2 separate regions of the Sus scrofa genome follow, and region 1 is linked to region 2. Evidence: chromatin contacts called from public HiChIP or PLAC-seq data. All regions are on one chromosome and are shown on one strand. Each heading gives the region's core, a stretch centred on a gene start, on an enhancer-like site or on the middle of the called end of the contact. The rest is flanking DNA. Distances are from core to core; before and after follow the strand shown. Region 1 holds the start of POLR2I (RNA polymerase II subunit I). Region 2 holds the start of WDR62 (WD repeat domain 62).

The links. HiChIP or PLAC-seq counts read pairs in DNA pulled down with a chosen protein or histone mark.
Region 1: a contact with region 2 is called in an H3K27ac HiChIP or PLAC-seq map of alveolar macrophages. The contact joins the promoter of POLR2I here to the promoter of WDR62 in region 2. A contact is called at or near these places in 2 of 5 promoter capture datasets (fetal liver and liver), 19 of 47 Hi-C or Micro-C datasets (blood, embryonic fibroblasts, fetal liver and 10 more) and 2 of 2 datasets of contacts at active chromatin or transcription factors (alveolar macrophages and skeletal muscle).

What each region holds. Positions count from the first base shown.
Region 1 is chr6:45,480,388-45,487,457 of Sscrofa11.1, forward strand. It overlaps POLR2I (RNA polymerase II subunit I), which reads right to left and starts at 1,931. Exons shown (of 6, transcript NM_001205404.1): 1 at 1,509-1,931; 2 at 1,378-1,432; 3 at 1,042-1,115; 4 at 879-953; 5 at 723-774; 6 at 398-504. The coding sequence starts at 1,567. The coding sequence ends at 442. It overlaps TBCB (tubulin folding cofactor B), which reads left to right and starts at 2,155. Exons shown (of 6, transcript NM_001205403.1): 1 at 2,155-2,347; 2 at 2,714-2,857; 3 at 6,027-6,123; 4 at 6,700-6,891. The coding sequence starts at 2,234. It overlaps OVOL3 (putative transcription factor ovo-like protein 3), which reads left to right. Exons shown (of 4, transcript XM_005664527.3): 4 at 140-435. The coding sequence ends at 348.
Region 2 is chr6:45,415,121-45,421,668 of Sscrofa11.1, forward strand. WDR62 (WD repeat domain 62) reads left to right here and starts at 4,284. Exons shown (of 32, transcript NM_001128461.1): 1 at 4,284-4,553. The coding sequence starts at 4,377. CLIP3 (CAP-Gly domain-containing linker protein 3) reads right to left here and starts at 3,746. Exons shown (of 17, transcript XM_021097159.1): 1 at 3,567-3,746. THAP8 (THAP domain-containing protein 8) reads right to left here and starts at 3,728. Exons shown (of 4, transcript XM_021097208.1): 1 at 3,553-3,728. The coding sequence starts at 3,635.

The sequences.
Region 1 (7,070 bases), core at 681-3,180, 63 kb after region 2:
GTCTGGCCCACATTTGCGCTGGGCAGAGGCAGCAGGTGGCTGGCGAACTGGAAGTAGGAATTCGGGAATGCTTACAGAGAGCAGAGGGTTCCGAGGTCTTCCCCTATCTGTCCTCTCTCCCTCCTGCCCATCTGCGCAGGGATCCGGCCATTCCGCTGCGGAGCTTGCGGGAAAGCATTTACCCAGCGCTGCTCCCTGGAAGCGCATCTTGCCAAGGTGCACGGGCAGCCAGCCAGCTACGCTTACCGCGAGCGCCGTGAGAAGCTGCATGTGTGCGAGGACTGCGGCTTCACCAGCTCGAGGCCCGAGGCCTATGCGCAGCACCGTGCCCTGCATCGCACGGCTTGAGGCTGCGCACCCCGCATCCAACCCACGAGAGGCAAATAAACACAGGAAATGCACGCACAGAACACAGCATTTATTACACGAGGGGAGGGTGGTTCACTCGGTCCAGCGGTGGCCGCAGTGTGGGGCCGTGCACACGTAGTACAAGCGCATGGCGTCCTGGCAGAAAGGATGGACGGTTAGGGTCTGGGAGGGCACAATACGGAAACTCCATCCAGAAGAGCCTCACTTCAGAAGAACAGACCAGGGGCTTTTCCTACAGCTAAAGGGCCAGTTCAGGATGCCAGGAAGGGCAGGGTCCCCCCAGTATTAGCGTCACCACCCCAGGAAGGCCCAGGTCCAGGTTACCCTGAAAGTCTTGTTCTGGCGCCACTCACCTCGGCCCGGGCACTGTGTGACTGGAAGAACACCGCCTCCTTGTGGCCGCACCTGAGGGGACAGTCTGCCACTCGGAGCCTGCCATACCCTTCCCTCTTCCCTTTGCCCAGTGAGCACGAGCCACCCTCCCTCCCCGATACCGGCTGCATGCTCACTTTTGGCATGGGTGGTCTTCAGTCCGCGGCAACGTGGGGTCCTGGGACACGTCAGCGATGATCTGGGTTAGTTCGCTGATGGAAGAGAAAAGAGAATAACTATGCTTAGACCAAGCCTCCCGAGCCAACAACCCCGGCCCCGAGCTCCCGTCCTGCCACTCACTCCACTTCGTGTGTGATTTTGTTGACGTAGATGCAGCTGTTGTCAGCCTCCTGCTGGTAATCACAATTCCGGCACTGCGGGAGGGAGAGTGTGGCGGGAAGGGGGTTACGGAGAGATCCCCGATGGGACTGGAAGGGAGGGCAGGGTCTTCCTCGGAGGGGATGGAATCTCGAGGTTGGGATCATGGGGTGTAGTCGAGGATCACCTCGGGGATGGGCAGGACAAGAGTCGGGTTCACTCGGGGGGTAGTTCGGGAACTAGACCAGACCCCACGGGGGGCTGTACAGGGAGCAGGGCGGGACCCCGTTAGGAACGGGTGGATAGGCTCGCGCTCACCGCGTAAAGCAGAATGCGGTTCTCCTTGTCTTCCTTGGGGTAAAGCATGTTGTTGCTGGGGGGGGGGCGGTTAAAGGTCAGTCTTGGGACCATTACTTGCTCCCCTCCAACACATGCTGGCCGTGTCTCACCATTCCTGGCAGAATCGAATACCCACGAAGCCTGGCTCGTAGGTCCCGTCCGGTTCCATAGCGGCGCGCTGCCCGCCCAGCCTTCCGCGCTTGCCCCGCTGCGCGACAGGTGGCGGGAAGGGTCAGACCTCGTAGCTTCGCCAAAAGAGGGGCGGAGCTGCGCTCGAGTACTGGCTCCCAGTGGCTTTACGCTCGGTTCTCTGCCCTGAGGTTTGATTAATTACTTGCTTCAAGCTCTTGATATCCTAGAATAATTGCTTCCAACATCTGGGCTTCGCTTCCCCAGTTTACAGAATAGTGTGGTACGAGAGCCAGAAATACAGTGCGTCACATAACCCAAAGCTCTACGCATAAAGAAGCCATGGCTTTCTGCCGACCGAAGGCCAATGCACATGCGCGAGTTTACCCGTCGCAGACTGGAGTAGCTCTTGCCAGTCCTTCCTCCTGGCTTCGGCCTTCGTCCGCCGGGCCGTCTCCCGTGCCCCTATTGGAAGAACTGTACCGGGTGGAAGACCTTTCAGGATTGGCTGGGCCCAAGACTAGGGAGAATCCTCCTCCTGGCGGCGGCGAAGAGATGCGGCGATTGGCCGACCCTCCTGGCGGGAGAGCGTGGATTGGCCAGGTCGCAGAGCAGGGGGAGGGACTGATATCCCAGAAGCGGCGGCGACTGCGGAGCGTGTGTTAGGCGGCTGAACGGGCTGCGGGCCCCCTCAGGGCGCGGCGAGATGGAGGTGACGGGGTTGTCGGCGCCCACGGTGACCGTTTTCATCAGCAGCTCTCTCAACAGCTTCCGCTCCCAGAAGCGGTATAGTCGCAGCCTCACCGTAGCAGAGTTCAAGGTGTGGCCTTGGGGGCGGGGCTCGGAGGGGCGGGGCCAAGAAGACCTGGAGGGTCTTCCCCAGTGCCGGGAGGAAGCCCGAGATAAACCGAGGTTGCAGAGGCTGGGGAATGAACCTCAGCGGGGCGGGTTCATAGGGAACCTGAGTTTACAGAGGATGGTCGCGGGGCCTGGGAAAGTCACAGGTTTCAGGATCAGGGCCCGAGGGGGTGGGGCCAGGGGTAACCAGGGATAATACCATGTGAGTATTTCTATATGGTGGGAAGGAGTGTTGGTTATGGACACAAAGGGCAGAGCCTCAGGATAGAGGACAGGGCCCCTGACAACCTTCCACCTCTTCTCCGCCTCCCCATTTGTCCTCCCACAGGATAAACTACAGCTGGTTGTGGGCAGCCCTGCTTCCTGCATGGAATTGGAACTGTATGGACCTGACGACAAGTTCTATGTCAAGCTGGATCAGGAGGATGCCCTGCTGGGCTCATACCCTGTAGATGACGGCTGTCGCATCCATGTGAGGCCTCCCTACCTGGGATCCCTCCCTTCTGTTCATTTACTTATTCAACAGATGCTTGCTGTGGTTTGCTATATGTGATAACTAAAATAGGCCCTAACCGCGTGGAGCTCCCAGTCCATCAGGGAGAGAGACAGACCCATCACCAGACACTGGCAGTCAAGAGTGGTCTGGACTGGGCTGAGAAAACCCCAGGGGACTGGAGGCAGCCAGAAGAGGTGCCTGACTCCACCTGGGGGTATCAGAAGGGGCCTCCTGAAGGGAGGGATGCCTGAGCTGAGACCTGAAGGATGAGGAAAGGGCAACCTAAGAGGAGAGTGGGAGGGGCAGGCCAGGCAGAGGGAACAGAGTGTGAGGGGGGGTCAGAGTGAGTCATGAGGCTCACATGTTGGGAGAAGCCGGAAGCAGGACCTCTGTATGCATCTGCTCACATCATCCTCTCTGTCCTCAGTGTTCCCCCCAAAAACTCCTCAGACATCCAAGCATCCCTGGTGCACTTTGCATGTGCTGTTCCCTGTGCCCGAACGGTTCTTATTTCTGTGCCCACATGGCTAACTCCTTCCTTCCAGTCTTTACTTAAATGTCACCTTCCAAGTGTGAGAGCTTTGTTGCCTCAGTTTAAAATTTAAACCTCTTCCCTTTCCTTTCCCACTTTATTTGGTTTTTGTCCTTTGCACTGATCACCCTGTGCCATACTGCGGATTTTCCTCCAGCACCTGGAACAGTGCCTGGTACAGAAAGGATGCTCAGTGAATCATTGTTGAATGATGAATTGAATCCAGTAAATAAGACATGGAAAATGGTATAATTAATTCTTAGCTTAGCTTAGCCTGAAACTTAGCTTCAGGATGGAAGTTACTTTCCTGAGGAGAAACTCTAGCTAGAATTTTTACCTCAGTCGGCCTGGCTCCAGAAGTCAGTGTACCCAGAGTACCAGTTCTCGTTTATCTCTTTCATTTATTCATAACTGTTTACTGAGCATGTGTGTTATACCAGGGGTAGGGCTGTAAATCCAGTCTGAGAAGGTCTCTGTTTTAGCTCTCTCCAGTGTGTGAGGTAGATGTTAGCTGAATAGTCACAGGAACAGATGTGAAGAGTCAGTGAGATGAGGGCCATGAAGGAAGCGATCACAGAGCTTGGACACCCTTACTGGGGAGCCTGACCCATCAGAGATCCAGGAGGACTTCCTGGAGGAAGTGCTACTTGAGCAGAGACCTGAAGAATAGGAAGGTTAACTGAAGGAAGGGAAAGGATGCTCCAGGAGGAGGGCACAGCCTGTGCAAACACTCCGAGGTGGGAGGGAGCACAGTGGGTCTAGGGGCTGAAGAGTGACCTCCTCTATTGTGGAAGGAAGTGGGAGCCAAGGGAGGACTCGGAGCCAGGCGGGTCCTGGTCTCACTCAGAGTTCACAGACTCCCGCTGACTACATGTAGGGAACAGACTGTGGAGGACAGAGGGGTGGGGAGAGCAAGGAGGAGGTTGTCTCTAGAGTCCAGTTGGGGCAGTGGGTCGTGGACCATGATAGGAATTGGTCAGGACTGTGAAGAGCCCATGACTGCCTCTGGCCTGACCTGGGCAGTTGACATAGGGGTGCTGGTGGGTCAGGCTGGGCGGTGGCATCCTCAAATGGGAGGGTTCCACACGCATGGTTTCAGCTATGGACACCCCGCTCGCTGACTTCTGATGCCACACAAGGCGGGTTTCTCAGAGGTGGAGCCTCTGGAGAATTTGTATTTGTTCTGTATATAAATATCCCTCAAATTCCTCACAATAGCGAATGCCAGTAACTTCAAACTTACAAAAATACCTAATAGAGTAGAAATTCTGAGTGCTCCTTGGCCGTTTCTGTTTTGCCATGTTAGTGCAGTGGCTCAGGCCAGACACCTCAGGTGTTCCTGACCTCTCTCCCTCCCACCCCAATCTGATCTGTCCTCAGACCCTAAGGGCTCCACCTAGAAAATCTATGCAGAATCCACACTATTCTCCCCCTCCGCCCCCACCCAGGCCCAGCCTCCAGCTTCATCTCTGGTCTCTCTGCTCCCATCCCTGTGCCCCTCCATCTCCCTCCTACACTTGGCTGAGGGAACATATGAACCCCCAAGTCAGATCAGAGGCTTCTGGCTGAGCATCTCATTCTGGGAAAAAGCCAAAGTCTCCAATGATCTCTTGTGTCTCCCCTGCCATCCCCCTGGCTCACTTCTGCCACACGGGCCCTGCCATTCCTCAAAGGGGCTAAAGATATTTCTCCATCCGGGACCTTGTGCCTGTTGTTCCTTCAGGCCTTGTCTCAGGCATCCCCGTCTTCCAGAAGCCTCTTCATGGTATCTTTCTGCATAGAACTCTGTCATCCTGTAGGGTTCAGTACACATCCCTAGAGTCCCCACTGGCAAAAGGGGATCAGCGGCGTCTCTGGAGCTGGGACGCAGGTTTGATCCCCAGCCCAGCTCAGTGGGTCAAAGATAGGGTGTTGCTACAACTACGGGGTAAGTTGGATCTGATCTCTGGCCCAGGAACTCCCTATGCCATGGGGCACCCCCCCAAAAAAAAATAATAGTAATTACAATTAACACACATCGCTGCAGATTTGTTTCTGGTCGACCTCTCAGCAGAATGAGCTCTCCATGCAGAAGGGCATGATCCACTCCGGCACCGTGTCCCTAGTACCCAGCACTGGGCGCAGCTGGGCCCCTGGGAGGAGCTCAGTAGGCCAAGAGTAAATGAATGTTGGGGGCAGTACCGGAAGAGACGCTTCAGGATCTAGAAGTTGGGGTCAGCTTAGGAGGGTCCCAGAGGCCCAGAAGGGATAGACGCACTGCCCAGGAGGCTCATAAGCAAGGCCCGGGCTCTGTCCTTCAGTTCCGTGTCCTGGGGCCATCAGTGATGTGATGCCAGTACGTGGGGGTTGCTGGAGGCAGATGCAGCCTCCAGGGCTTGGATGGAGTGTGGAAGGGGAGACGGCCATCGAAGGCCCCTGCTGTCACCCCTTCCACTGGGCTCTGGGGAGAGGAGAAGGCGGGGGTGAAGGTGATGGTGGAGGAATGTGATTTTTCTGAGACACGAGAGACTTGAATCCATGGAAGGCTCCAGGACGCAGCCACGCTCACCCCCTCAGCGTCCCAGGCCTCCCTGCGCAGGCCCTGATCCCCACTGACCCCTCCCCTCACGGCAGGTCATTGACCACAGCGGTGCCCGCCTTGGGGAGTACGAGGACATGTCCAAGGTGGAGAAGTACAAGATCTCACAAGAAGCCTACGACCAGAGGCAAAGTACGGGGTGCCCAGGGGCCAGTGGGAGGCAGAGGGAGTTGGGGGTGTGTGGGGACAGATGAGATAGACAGGGGTATTGAGGGGAAGTAGGTGGTGGGGACAGGTGGGCATGGGGGAATGAGGGAGTGGGGTGAGGTTGGGGACAGATGGGTCACAGGAGAGCCTTCCGGGGTGGACCAGCGTGGGGTGTGAGGGGCTGTGGGCAGGCAGGCAGGGCCATGGCAAAGTGGAGGGGGTGTGAGAGGAAGGTCTAGGGTGGGGGGGTCAGGCATGAGGGGCTGGTCAGGGTCACACTGGGAGCGTGGTGTAAGGGGCAGAGCCATGTAGAATATGTGGAACAGACTGGACAGCGAGGCAGTCGGTATACGTGTGTGGGGACAGACGGGAATGTGTCATGGGGAAGGGGAGAAGGGTTTCAGGGGCTGGCAGGAGGCAAGTGTGACACCGAGGGACATGGGAAGGAGTAACCTGAAAGACTGGAGGTGCGCATCTTCCCTTTACATTCTGGATTGTGACGAGGCCCCCCCCACCCAGGAGACCATGTCTGACCCCCTCCCCACCCCACTCCACCCACAGACTCAGTCCGCTCCTTCCTGAAGCGCAACAAGCTCGGCCGATACAATGAAGAGGAGCGGGCGCAGCGAGAGGCTGAGAGCTCCCAGCGCCTCATCGAGGAGGAGGCCCAGGCCAGTGCCATCCCCGTGGGCAGCCGCTGTGAGGTGCGGGCGCCTGGGCAGCCCCCTCGCCGGGGCACCGTCATGTATGTAGGTACGTGGCCCACGGAGGCTTAGTGCCCCGCCCAAAGGTGAGCCGTGCTGGGGACCCAGCCCTCAAGGAGATCTCAGTCCAGTAGGGGAGATGGACCCAGGGACTGACCAGGACAGCCCAGTGTGTGCGCAGCAGACAAGTGGGAAGCAGAGGCCGAGTGACTTAGGCTGGGATGGAGG
Region 2 (6,548 bases), core at 3,034-5,533:
TCCTTTAAGGGAACGGGCTCCATTTAGAGTTGATCCCCTTTTGCTCTTCTCCCTGCCCCTTCTCTCCCTACCAAGAATACTATGGCATGATGGCTGGAACACTTGGCAGCCAAAGGATGACTTATGAAAGATGGGACCCTCAACCCTGGGGACTGTGGTGTTGCCACACTAGTGCTGGGCAGCCAACCCCTGTACCCCTGAGGCATGTGGAAGTTCCCAGGCTAGGGGTCGAATAGGAGCTGCAGCTGCCAGTCTACACCACAGCCACAGCAATGCTGGATCTGAGCTAAGTCTGTGACCTCCACCACAGCTCATGGCAACATCGGATCCTTAACCCACTGAGCAAGGCCAGGGATCAAACATGTATCCTCACAGACACTACGTCGGGTTCTCACCCCGCTGAGACACAACGGGAACTCCATCATCTCTCCTTATTTTCTAACAGGATTCTGCCATTTGCATCCATAACTGTACTGCCACGGTATTAGGGGTTTTGCTGGGACTGTTGCAGGATGGGGATGTGCTGGAGGGTAGAGTCAAAGGATGGGTTAATGGACTAGACTGGGGGCAGTGGTGCTGAAGAAAAGAATCAAGTCGTGAACTCAATTCTTCAATGACTGACCCCTGCTCTGTCAGGGTCCTTTGTGACCAGCAGGGGCTTACTTACTCCAGGAGACACTCAAAGTTGCTAAACTAATAAACAGTGTCAGAGTGATATATTTTTGAAAAGCAAGTCTGGACATACTTATTCTGGTACAAAGACGTCTCTGCATGCCTCCTACCCTCAACCAGGGTCCCGCAAGGGACTGCTGGGGCACAGAGTGCTAGGTTTCCTGAGGGTCCCATCTGAAATGCATTCACTAAATTCATCCAACAAATATTCACTGAGCACCCACTCTGTGCCAGGTACTGTTCTAGGCACTGGGAACACAACAAGGAATAAGAGACAAAAATCCCTGCCTTCATGGAGTTGACATTCTAGTAGAGGAGACACAAAGTGAAACTATCGAATATGTGGTGTGCCAGACAGTGGTAAGGGTTAAAGGGAAAAATAAAGCAGGAGGCAAACAGGAAGAATGCGCATGAACTGGGAGAGGGTATCATTTTCACCCTCACTGTTAGAGAGGTGGTCATAAAGGGAAGAATTTTTCAGGGGGAGGGAGGTAATGGCACAGGCAAAGGCCCTGGGGCAACAATGCATCTGGTGTGCTAGAAGAACATCTAATAGGCCAGTGACACTGGAGTGGAGTGAGTAAGGGGCAGGAAGGAAGAGATGAGGTCATACAGAGAGTGGGGATCCAGTTCCTGCAGGGCTTTGTAGGCCTGTTTTCTGCCTGCGCCAGCTGTGTTTCTTGTCTTTTACAGAGTTCGATGGGAACCAGGGGAGGGATCCAAGCCCTGATCTGACTCAGGGGTTGACAGGTTCCCTGGGACTGCATGTGGAAAACAGTCTGTGGAGCAGGCTGACAAATGGAGAGGCTACTAAAATAGTGCAGTTGAGAGATGACAGTGGCCAATACCATGATGGGGACAAAGAAGAGGGTCAGAAGTGGTCAATTCTGGAGAGACTTTAAAGGGAGAGTCAACAGGATTTACTGATGGACTGGATAAGTAATGTGTCCTGGGAGTTCTCGTGGCTCAGTGGTAATAAACCCAGCTAGTATCCATGAGGACACAGGTTCAATCCCTGGCCCCACTCAGTGGGTTAAGGATCTGGCATTGTCATGAGCTGTGGTGTAAGTTGCAGATGCAGCTTGGATCCTGCATTGCTGTGGCTGTAGTGTAGGTCACAGACATGGCTTGGATCTGGTGTGGCTGTGGTATATGCTGGCAGCTGTAGCTCTGATTCAATCCCTAGCCTGGGAACTTCCATATGCTGTGGGTATGGCCCTAAAAAAAAAAAAAAAAAAGAGAGAGAGAGAGAAAGAGAGAGAGAGGAAGAAAAAAAGAAAGAAAAAGGAATGTTTCCTGGCCCACTTAGACTAAGGCCCCCAGGGAAAGACCTGTAGTCTAAGCAAGTCAGGATTACTTACCGTGGCAATAAGGAAACTGCACACCAAGGGAGGTACTGTGGGGAGTTTCATCAAAGAGGAAAAGAATTATTATTTGTGGTTGGGGGGATGGGTGGAGTTCAAGTGAAATCTAAGTGAAATAGCATTTGGATAGACTCAAAGCAAAATAGAACTGTGTGTAAGGGGATCAACATCAGACCTGCATTGCAAAGTGGGCCCAAAATCTGTCCCTTAGGAAGCAATAAAGTTTGGATAGATGTGGAATACTGTATCCAGAAACTCCTTACCTGAAGCTCTGCACCTGGACTATAAATCAAGGCTGCTTCTCTGTGTCAAAGCGATTTTTTCTCCAGGCCTTTAGTAAGATTTTTTTTTCTTACTGATGTAATTTCAAACAGCAAAATTTGTGATAGCCTATGATTTTAAAGAACAAAGCTTCCTAGTAAGAAGGCAGTAGTCAAGAGTTTCATTGTAGCACAGGTGGTTAAGGATCCAGTGTTGTCACTCCAGGGGCTGGGGCCACTACTGTGGCACGGGTTCAACCACTGGCCTGGGAAATTCTGCGTGCTGCAGGTGTGGCCACAAAATAAAATAAAATAAAGAAAAAAGTAGTAGTCACTTGAAGGAGAGTTTCGTCACTTTACACTTGCAGCACGTCCCTGAGAAAAATATAGTATTTTTTTCTAGGGAGTTCCCGTCGTGGAGCAGTGGTTAACGAATCCGACTAGGAACCATGAAGTTGCGGGTTTGATCCCTTGCCTTGCTCAGTGGGTCAAGGATCTGGCGTTACCGTGAGCTGGGGTGTAGGTTGCAGATGCGGCTCGGATCCCGCGTTGCTGTGGCTCTGGCGTAGGCCGGTGGCTACAGCTCCGGTTCGACCCCTAGCCTGGGAACCTCCATATGCTGCGGGAATGGCCCAAGAAATGACAAAAAGACAAAAAAAAAAAAAAGGAAGTATTTTTTCCTATTAATTCTTCAGCTGGCTTTTTCTGTGTGTTATTCCAACCAAATTAAAGAGAAGGCAAGGGTTTTTTTTCTTTTCTTTTTTTTTTTTTTACAGTTTAACCTAATTTTTATTTTCTCAAGTGTGAGAAAAGTGAAGAAATAAGGATGATTCTAAGGGTTTCTAGCCTGAAAGACAGGAAAGGAAATGGGAGACTTAAGAGATACAAAATAATGCCGTAGGTTTTGGCCGTTCTGAGTTTGAGACGCCTCAAATTCGGGGATAGGGCGAGTGGGCAGTTGCAGCCTTTTACTGAGTCTGGATCAATCTCACTTCTCTCTACAAACCGCCCTCCCATTCTTCTGCTCGTCCGGTTCACCACCCGCAGTTAATCATCTACCCTTGGTTCACACATCTGCACCTTTGCATGTGTAGTATTTACTACCAGTGAAACTCTGGGAATAAGGTCTCTTGAGCCCGGTAACCCTGCTTTTAAACGCCCGCAAGCTGGACGGTGCCCCACACTGCAGCATTTATCGTCGGCACCGCCCCCACAGGACCCCGCCTCCCTAAGCCCCGCCCCTCGCTTGCGCTCACTTGTAGAAGCTCACCGGGCGGTGATCTGCGCCCAATCGGCCCGCAGTGTTGGAGCAGTTCGGAGCCCGGCAGTACCTGGGCATGGCTGTCCAACTCAATTGGGTTTTGCCTGGTCTGCAGACGCACTTTGGTCCTCGCCAGGCGCCGCCGAACCCTGCCCCGCCCGCCCGCCAGCTCTCCGCCTGTCTCACGTGATGGCCCTTGGGGCCTGGTCACGTGCCGGGGGGTTGTAGTGGGAGGAAAGGGGAGCGCCTGCGTACTACGCGCCCAGCCTCATAGCTAGCTACGCCCTCGTCACGTGGCAAATGGGGAAAAGAATACGTCTGCGCAAAGCCAGCTTTTAGTCACCCGGACTTTATTTGTTGAGGGACAGGTGGCGACACGGCGTTTCTGAATCTGCTCTTCAGTCTCTGTCGGCTCCGCCCTACGCTTACTTCCGGGCGACTGCCACTGCGCGGATAGCCGCCCTGGTGGAGGGCAGCAAAAAACGAGGTGAGGATTGGTAGTAGCCTCGTAAAGGTTAAAGCCTGTGTATTTTGTGAATGATGAAAACACAGATAGGGTTAAAATATTCCACAGCGCCAGCTCAAGCATCCAGCTGACAAACCGTGGCTACCCCATATCAGACCCTCCGCTCCGCCTCCTAGCTATCATTGGTCAAAAGCTCCGCCCGGCAGCCCTGAGATTGGCCAGAGGACGGTTTGCCGTGTCCAATGGGCTGCAGCGCCGGCTTTCCCGCGGCGGTTCGCTATTCGAGTGGGTTGCGGCGGCGGCGGCGGCGGCGGCAGTTGGGCGTGTAACGGTCGCCCGGCCCTGGCGCGACGATGGCGGCCTTGGGGACCGGAGGCTACGTGCGGAACGATGCAGTCGAGAAGCTGCCAACCATCATGGCGGGAGTTCCGGCGCGGAGGGCCCAGTCGTCCCCGCCCCCTGCTCCACCGCTCTGCCTACGGCGGCGGACGCGACTCACAGCGGCGCCAGAGGACGCGGTGCAGAACCGGGTGAGGAGCTGCTGGCCCTGTACATCCCAGTTTCAGTTCCCCGGGTCTCCCTTGGCCCCGCCTTAGGTCTTTGGCCCCACCCACCAGACCCCAACTGGTATCCCCTAGCAGCTCTCTGGCCCGCCTTGTCCCCTAAGTCCCGCCCCCTCATCCAGGGCTCCTCCCACTGTCCCTTCCCCCTTCTCGGGTACTGCCTGTTATTCCTAGTCCCACCTCTCAACCCCTGGTTCCACCCTTAGTCCTTGGAGAAATTCCCGGAGTTCTTCCTAGGCCCTATCCCTTGGAGCGCATTTTAATTTTGCTAATCACCTCCTAGTCCTGTCTTCCTCCTGCTTATCCCTTCAGTCACCTTTAGACGCCTGTCTGGGCCCTTCGACTTTTGACCTCACCCTGCACTAGATCTTTAGGGAGTCTACCAGGGTTCAGTCTCAAGTCCTACCTGTTTCAGCTCTCCCTCAGCTCCACCCTGCCTTCCCTAACCTCCTGCCTGCTTTCTTTCCTTCTTCCTTACCAAGATTGGATTCTTAATCCATGTTGCCACCCTAAATTATGGAGACGATGTGAGTAATATTTGTAAATTCTGAGGGACAGATGGCGATACGGCGTCACTTCCAGGGCGGGCTGAGGAGGACTGTGGTATAGAACAGCTCCCTAAATCCTGAAACACAGAAGCAAAATTTTAGAGTAGGTAGAAGAAATTCCAGTAGCACAGCAGAAATTTTAAAAAATTGGAGTTCCCATCGTGGCGCAGCGGTTAACGAATCCGACTAGGAACCATGAGGTTGCGGGTTCGGTCCCTGCCCTTGCTCAGTGGGTTAACGATCCAGCGTTGCTGTGAGCTCTGGTGTAGGTTGCAAACGCGGCTCGGATCCCGCGTTGCTGTGGATCTGGCGTAGGCCAGTGGCTACAGCTCCGATTCGACCCCTAGCCTGGGAACCTCCATATGCCGCGGGAGTGGCCAAAGAAATAGCAAAAAGACAAAAAAAAAAAAAAAAGAAAAAGAAAAGAAACAAGAAATTTAAAAAAATTGTTCTCCAACTCTTTGAGTTGCAAAATCTGTTTTTGTAAAATGGAGATAACAGTAACCATGATGTTTCAGGGAGATGAACTGTAATTGCGCATATGACCTACTTGGCACAAAGTCCAGATAAAGGGTCGATACATGGTAGCTGCTTGTGGGCCTTGTTCCTGCCACAGGGCTTCCTGCTACACTCTAATTCTGTCACCCACTCCTGGCTGCAAGGCGTTGGGCAAGTGGCCCCTGCCCCCCTCTTTGGCCACATTTTCCTGTCCTCCTTCTCATGGAGGTTCAGTCACACTGGCCTGCCTACTGTTTTCCTGAGGCTCCAAACTCTTTTCCACCTCCTAGCGTTGGTATTTGGTGAGTCCTCTCTCTGGGCTTTTTGCTGCAGCCTACCTGGCTGGCTCCTGTCCCTTGAGTCTCAGCCTGAATATCCCTACCCTCAGATGCCTTGTTGAACCCCAGCCTAAAGCAGATATCCACCTTAATCCCACCACCCTGTACTTCATAACTCTTACCTTGTATGTTCATGAAAGTGCTTTGTGAGCTCTAAAGTGTATAAAGAGAGGAATCACAGTAGTAGTTTCAGAAAGGCAGGATAGCTAGGTGGTTCAGAGCACTGCCTTTGGACCCAGACTGCCTAGGCTTTAACCTTAACCCCACAGCATATGGAGATTCTAAGGCTAGGGGTCCAGTCGGAGTTGTAGCTGCTGACCTTTATCACAGCCGCAGCAACCCAGGATCCAAGCCGAGTCTGTGACCTACACCACAGCTCATGGGAATGCCGGATCCTTAACACACTGCTCAAGACCAGGGATCGAACCCATGTCCTCATGGATGCTGGCTGGGTTCCTTAACCGCTGAGCCACGACGGGAACTCCTCTTTCTTTTCCTGAATTTTTCTGTGCCTCTGTTTCCTCATCTGTAAAATGAGAATAATAATATAAATGTTCCTATAGGGTATTTATGAGGAT